2 separate regions of the Mus musculus genome follow, and region 1 is linked to region 2. A link is a contact called in public HiChIP or PLAC-seq data. All regions are on one chromosome and are shown on one strand. Each heading gives the region's core, a stretch centred on a gene start, on an enhancer-like site or on the middle of the called end of the contact. The rest is flanking DNA. Distances are from core to core; before and after follow the strand shown. Region 1 has its middle 9.9 kb from the start of Gm5108. Region 2 has its middle 15 kb from the start of Gm15477.

Region 1 (2,907 bases), core at 55-2,554, 67 kb after region 2:
AACAGTCCAAAATAAGTGGTTTATTCTGGCATTTCCATATACGTACACAATGAAGTTGGATAGAGTCCACTCATCTGTTTAGGTTTGAGATTTGCTAGAAATTCATCAAGTTTTACAAGTCATGTATGTTGCCAGGGAAATTAAGGTACCCTTTTGGGTATCTTAATATCATTAATAAAATAATTTAGAAATGGACTCAAAGGAAGCTTACTTTTATTAACATTTAAGGAAAAATGTAATACAAGTTAGGGGAAAAGCCCAGCAGCCACCGGGAGAGATGGAGAAAAATTCATGACTTCTAAGACAGGCATAGAATAGAAAGAGATTATCAGGAAAGGAAATGAAAAGGCACTGCCAAGAGTGGATGTGGGCTACTGGGCAGAGGAAAGAACCCCCAAAAGGCATCCTGCCAAGGTCGTTTTTCGTTCTCCCTCCCATCAGTATTTCCTGGGCTTTGTTTAGTATGTGCTGTTCTCACTGGGCTTCTTCTGCAAAGAGCCTTCTTTCATGTTAATCTTGATTTAGCTTCTTAAGTTCCCCTTTCCTGTCATAATGTGGAGATAGGCATAGTTTTAAGGTTACATGTCTTTGATCAAGTTTCTGAAAGTTAAGGGTGTGATAGAAGTTCTTAATTTAATTGGTTAGCCGTGAACTTCAGGGGAAAGGAACTGAAGAAAACAGGAAAGTGAAGTGGGCAGAGGGGAGTGAGAGAGGGAGAAGACAGGGAGAGGGGGAAGGAGAAGAAGGAGGGACAGAGAGGGGGAGAAATAGAGGGAGGGGAAGATGTGTGTGTGTGTGTGGGGGGGACAGAAAGCTAATGAAAGGAAGAGAAAAACAGGAGAAGGAGAAGAAAGGGGAAAGGAGAGAGGAGGAAAAATGAGAGAGGGTGTAAAGGGACGATCTGGAAAGCATGGAAGGGGCATGAGAGGGAGGTAGAAGGATGAAGAGAGACGGAGAGATGTAGGAAGGAAGAGAAGAAGGGAGGGACAGAAAGAGAAAGACAGACAGGCAGACAGAAAGACAGAGAAAGGAAACAAAGAGTGAACGAGAAGAATAAGAGAGAGAGAAGAAAACAGAAGGAGGGGAAAGGGGGAAGAGCTTGTAAAGGGCAGATCTGGAAGGCATGGAAGAGACACGGGAGAGAGTAAGGGAGGGAAAAAGATGAAGGGATGGAGAGAAGGAGGGAGGGATGGAAAGAGACAGACAGACATACAGAGAGACAGAGACAAAGAGAGTAGTTAAACAAGGAAACAACCAATAAGTGGTTTTGCCCTCACTTTGATCTCAGAGGAACGCTGTGGAGAACAGGCTGACAAGATCACTCCCAGCCCAAGTAGTGAAAGAATAGTTATCAGCAGTGTCAAGGTTTTATGACAGTGGTCACAGCCTCCCAAGTGACATTGCTTCTGTTTCCTGCTGATTTTATGGGTACGGTTCTCCAGAGACAGAAGTATCCAGGAGTTGTGATCAACTGATACAGTAGCTAGGAAAAGGGTTTCCTCCCTGCCCTGTTTACACAATGTGGGTGGGGCAGCAATAGTGTTCTCCACAATGTGCCCTTTGAGCTTAGACACACATCGACCTTGGTACAGCTTGTCCAGGACTCTGAGTGAGCACAACAGGGCTACTGGGATGGGCTCTAGCAGCTGCAACATCAGTTATCCCAGGGCCATGGCTAGTACTCACCACTCCCTGCCTCACTGACTATTCTCTCTTCCAGTTCCCATTGGTTAACACTTCCACCAGCCAGAGTGCATTGCCTAGAACGGCAATTTATCTTTATCTCTGAGGTGTCTGAGTCATCACCAGGGCCGAATTGCTTTCTTTCTGGAAAGACTGGCACCTGAATGCTCACCTTGTTCTTCCACACCCCTCGTCTCTTGCGATCATCATAATTCCTCTTAAGAATTGTACTCCGTTATCTCTGGTAGTATAGTAGCCCTTTTGTTTGCTTGACACCTCCGTGTGTAAGGATCCCAAAGTAAACAGGCTGCAGCACTACTATGAACTCAGGACTAGTGCACTGGGATAGGCTCAATACCACATCCTAAGAGGTAGGTTCTGTTCACGGGGTCCTTTGAGTGTTCCATGGGCCAGGAGCTTAGATGGCAGTGTGTGGTAGGAGCAGTGGATGGTGTAACCACGTGGCCACTGCTGCTGCTTCTTTGCTCCGTTTAAGGATACCTGGCCTCATGGTGATTTTATGTGAGGTTTATAATATTCTGTGATCTCTTGGCTATAGTGCTGGCTGGGGAGTGTAGGGATAGTAATGATGAAATTGTCCCTTGAATCTGTCCAGTCAGATGGAATGTGTTCTTTCCAAAAGCAGTCTGTGGACTTCCCTCCCCCAAAGGCTAGAATGGATTTGTGACAGTGTTAGTCCTTACCTCTGGCTAGATGTTTGGCAGTGGCAATAGCTAGACCACCAACCCCATCACTCACAGCTCCTCTCTGAACACCAGAGACGCTGGTGACAGAGGTTAGGTAACTGAGTTATCCTGTCCATGTGGATGTTGAGTGTCCCATCCTTTGGAGGTAAAGTCTCCCTGTGGATAGTGATATGTGACCCAAAGGCCTGAATTCGAATAGCTTTTAGATGTCTTGTTCTCTTGGTGATTTCTTAGGCATTAAAGTGAACGTGTATAAGCAATGGGGAATGACTATAGTTAGTGATACTTCTCGTAGACTATAGAAACCTTACCTTGTGAATTAAGTCCTTCGATCCTCTCCACCTTTAGAGATATCTTCCTCTGCACACACTGAGGTGGTATAGCAATTTAGGTTCATCCGTGATGACCCGTGAGGAGTCTACAGTGTTCTCTTTTTTTGACTGGATTGATTCTTCCCCTCATTTCTTCTTCCTTAGGGACTTTTCTCTAGGCTCGTGTTTTATTGTGCATGTAGTAC
Region 2 (3,247 bases), core at 717-3,216:
TGTAGTTGGGTAGGTGCTTACGTTTCTCCACTGGTAGCATGCAGAGAACTTTCCAGTACCATGAACACGAGTCAGTTAGGGGTGAAGGGTCTAGTTAGGCACCAGTTTGGCGTCTCTGTATTCAATGAGCTATGTGAGTATTGCCACCAGCAATAGAGCCTTGCCATACATTTCTGGAGAACAACCAACAGCTTTGGCAATAGATTGAGTTTTTTTTGGGTTTCTATGAGGCCCCCTTTGGCCATCTAGTCCCAGTTTTGTAATATTGTATGGGAAGGAGGGGAAGGAAGTCCCAATTCCCATTACTTCCTACTCCCTCAATTCCCAAAACATGCCTATTAAAAAAAACACATGGAATTCAATTCACAGAGTGTTCAGGTGGTCACTGAAAGGAATTATATAGGATGGAAAAAAGCAAGAGAATTTTCTTTTATATTGATAAAATTTATGAAAACTTTTTTCTGAAGACATGGATATGAGTGCCCTAGATATCATACACTCCTTGACTGAAATGTGGAAAGCTTATGATGTGTGAGATCAAAACCATTACATTTAGCAAAAATTAATATTAAAAAAAAACAACATTGTCTATCTAGCTCCAGAAACTTTCTGTAGGCCAGATGAATGTAAAATAGAGAGGAAAAAAAACAATTGCTTTTGAAACAGGGTCTCACCTTGTGGCTCCAGGTTGCCCATGAACTAATGATACTGATTTTGCCTCTGCAATTCCAAGGTCTCGGGTTATAGGCAAGCGCCACCTTGCATGGCTACTGACATAAGTAGGTAAGAGGAAATGTTTCTCTGTGACACACAAGAGCACTTCTAATATTTCCCTGTAGAGCAGATAGTAGAAAAAAAAATCTATGGAGTTAAATCCTCATCCTTCCTTTTGTATGCCTATTTCCATAACATATTAGGTAACATGGTCAGAAAATGGGTGTGAAAATGTGAGATGCAATTTTCAGTAGTAGCTAAGAAGTATATTTACAGAGCTCGCCACTCTGCCAAATTTCTCTTACGATAAATATTTCATCCTAAATAATAAGAGAAAAGGACAAGCTTGCATGCTCTCCACTTTGGTTGGTTGTTTAGCAAACAGAGAAGGTAGACATGTATGTATATAGGCTTAAACCACAGTCATTATCCCAGTACAATGTGCTTTGACAATCCTGGCGAGTAGCAGTTGGGATAAGGGTGAGTTAGCTGTACTGGTCACCTTGAAGAAACCTGACGTATTTGGCAGGCATTCAAACGCTGGAGACTGAGTGAGTTAAGGGGGAAATCGATCTGTCTTGCAGCTTTCTGTTCAGAAGCCTGCCTCCTTTTGTTGCAGCCTTGAAGCCTGAGCTCACTTGTTTTGACATTGGGAAGTTTTCAAAGTCCTGACAAATGCTCAGTCAAATTCATCAGGCGAGGTTAAGGAGCCTTCCTTCCTCCTTCTGTGTAGACACGGGCAGCCAATGCAGTGTGCTCAGGAACACAGAATGCGGCTAAAAGCGAGTGGGCTGCACACCCCTCTGGCTCTGTTTGCACAGTCCATTCAACTGTCTGAGCATCTGACATAGCAGAGACACTGTGACCGCCCGAGGGTAGGATTTTGTTCTGTTCTCCCGGAATGGCCTTGCGCTGAGAAAATTACAAGCTTCATATTCAATAAATGTTCCCATCGTGTTTTTTGTTCGGTTGGGATTGGCTGAGGTGACTGGAAAATGAAAGAAAGAGGAGGCCGACCTCCCAGGAGGAGACCACTCTGGATTTCCTTGATTAAGACCATGAAGGGCAGCAGTGTCTCTGAGGGAATGAGGATGTAACCCAGCCAAAGTGGGTTTGAGAGTTTTAAAGGGCAGGAATGGGAACTTTGTACTTCTGCTTGTAAATCTGTTTCCTGTGGCTTCAGGACAGTAAAGGGCAGCAGGTGTTCTTATCCATAGGTTGGCTTCCTTGTCGGGAGCACCTCAGCTTGCCTGATGTTCCTTGTTGTAAGTCATTAACTCTTCATCTCAAACCGTGTGTGTTCCTAGACACCACACCTCTGTGTTCATCCCTGTTGGTTTCCTCCCATGCTATCAATACAACCTAGCCATCATATCACCCTGGCTCCATAAGACTAGTTAGCACCCTCTGGCTCTATCTACTTCTCTGGTCTCCTGAGAGGCTCTGACAGACAGCCATTGGACTGAGGACAGGCCCCCAATGGAGGAGTTAGAGAAAGGACTGATGGAGTTTGCAACCCCATAGGAAGTACAATAACATCAACCAACCAGACCCCCAGAGCTCCCAGGGACTACAACACCAACCAAGGAGTTCACATGGAGGGACCCATGGCTCCAGCTGCATATGTTGCAGAGGATGGCCTTGTCATACATCAATGGGAGGAAAGGCCTTTGGTCCTGGGAAGGCTAGATGCCCCAGTGTAGAGGAATGCCATGTCGAGGAAGCAGGAGTGGGTAGTTGGGTGGGGGAGCACCCTCATAGAAGCAGGGGGGTGGGGGACGGAATAGGGTGTTTGGGGAGGGGAAACTGGGGAAAGGTTTGAAATGTAAATAAATAAAATATCCAATAAAAATGAGAAAAAGGAAGTAATTTTTCTTATATTCTTGTATGATTCTGTACTTTTAAAATATGGTAAATCAACACTAATACATTTACAAAATGTTAGAAAATTAAAAAAAAGAGAAAGAAAGAGAGAGAGAGAGAGAGAGAGAGAGAAAGAAAGAAAGAAAGAAAGAAAGAAAGAAAGAAAGAAAGAAAGAAAGAAAGACTGAAGAGCTGGAGTCTGCTGTCCAGAGGGATGGCAGCAGCAGCAGACATACCCTCGCTTAAGCAGAGTGAAGCTAACCCGTGCTAACTGGATTTCTTTTCTACTTATTATTCTACTGGGACCATGGCTTGTTAGATGGTGCTGCCCATATGCAGGAAAGTTCTTTGCCCTCAGTTGCTCTTTTTTGTTTGTTTGTTTTGTTCACATGTCAGTTTTCTTTTGAAATATCTCACCGTCTCACCCCGACGTGTGTTCTGGTAACTGAGATCAATTTGGTCTTGTTAATTTGGTAGTCAGTCTGGTCAAGCAGATAACTGACACCAACCACAACAAGTCTCTCCCATGCAACGGTGCTGGGTTTTTTTCTAGACAGCTGCGAGCTGTGCCTTAGCTGTGCAAACTTTGCTCTTGATTTTGAGAAGTGATATAGCATAGTTCTTAGGCACAGAGACTTGGAGATAGAGTTCTGCCTTTAAATACTACCTA

The links. HiChIP or PLAC-seq counts read pairs in DNA pulled down with a chosen protein or histone mark.
Region 1: an H3K4me3 HiChIP or PLAC-seq map of the SCID.adh cell line shows a contact between it and region 2, with 17 read pairs. The contact joins two enhancer-like sites. A contact is called at or near these places in 1 of 39 promoter capture datasets (pre-B cells), 8 of 484 Hi-C or Micro-C datasets (CD4 single positive thymocytes, the G1E-ER4 cell line, the HPC-5 cell line and 3 more), 3 of 115 datasets of contacts at active chromatin or transcription factors (the SCID.adh cell line, bone marrow-derived dendritic cells and intestinal villus epithelium) and 2 of 9 other capture datasets (adipose tissue and liver).

Annotation. Positions count from the first base shown.
Region 1 is chr5:67,930,322-67,933,228 of GRCm38.p6, forward strand. No RefSeq gene overlaps it. Among named protein-coding and RNA genes, the nearest start is that of Gm5108, 9.9 kb to the right of the region's middle. Within about 2 kb of position 1,305, at least 46 of the 459 cell types and tissues checked have an H3K27ac peak or open chromatin away from gene starts, as enhancers often do. A contact at or near this core is called in the SCID.adh cell line and intestinal villus epithelium, where this site is marked.
Region 2 is chr5:67,862,770-67,866,016 of GRCm38.p6, forward strand. No RefSeq gene overlaps it. Among named protein-coding and RNA genes, the nearest start is that of Gm15477, 15 kb to the right of the region's middle. Within about 2 kb of position 1,967, at least 23 of the 459 cell types and tissues checked have an H3K27ac peak or open chromatin away from gene starts, as enhancers often do. A contact at or near this core is called in the SCID.adh cell line and intestinal villus epithelium, where this site is marked.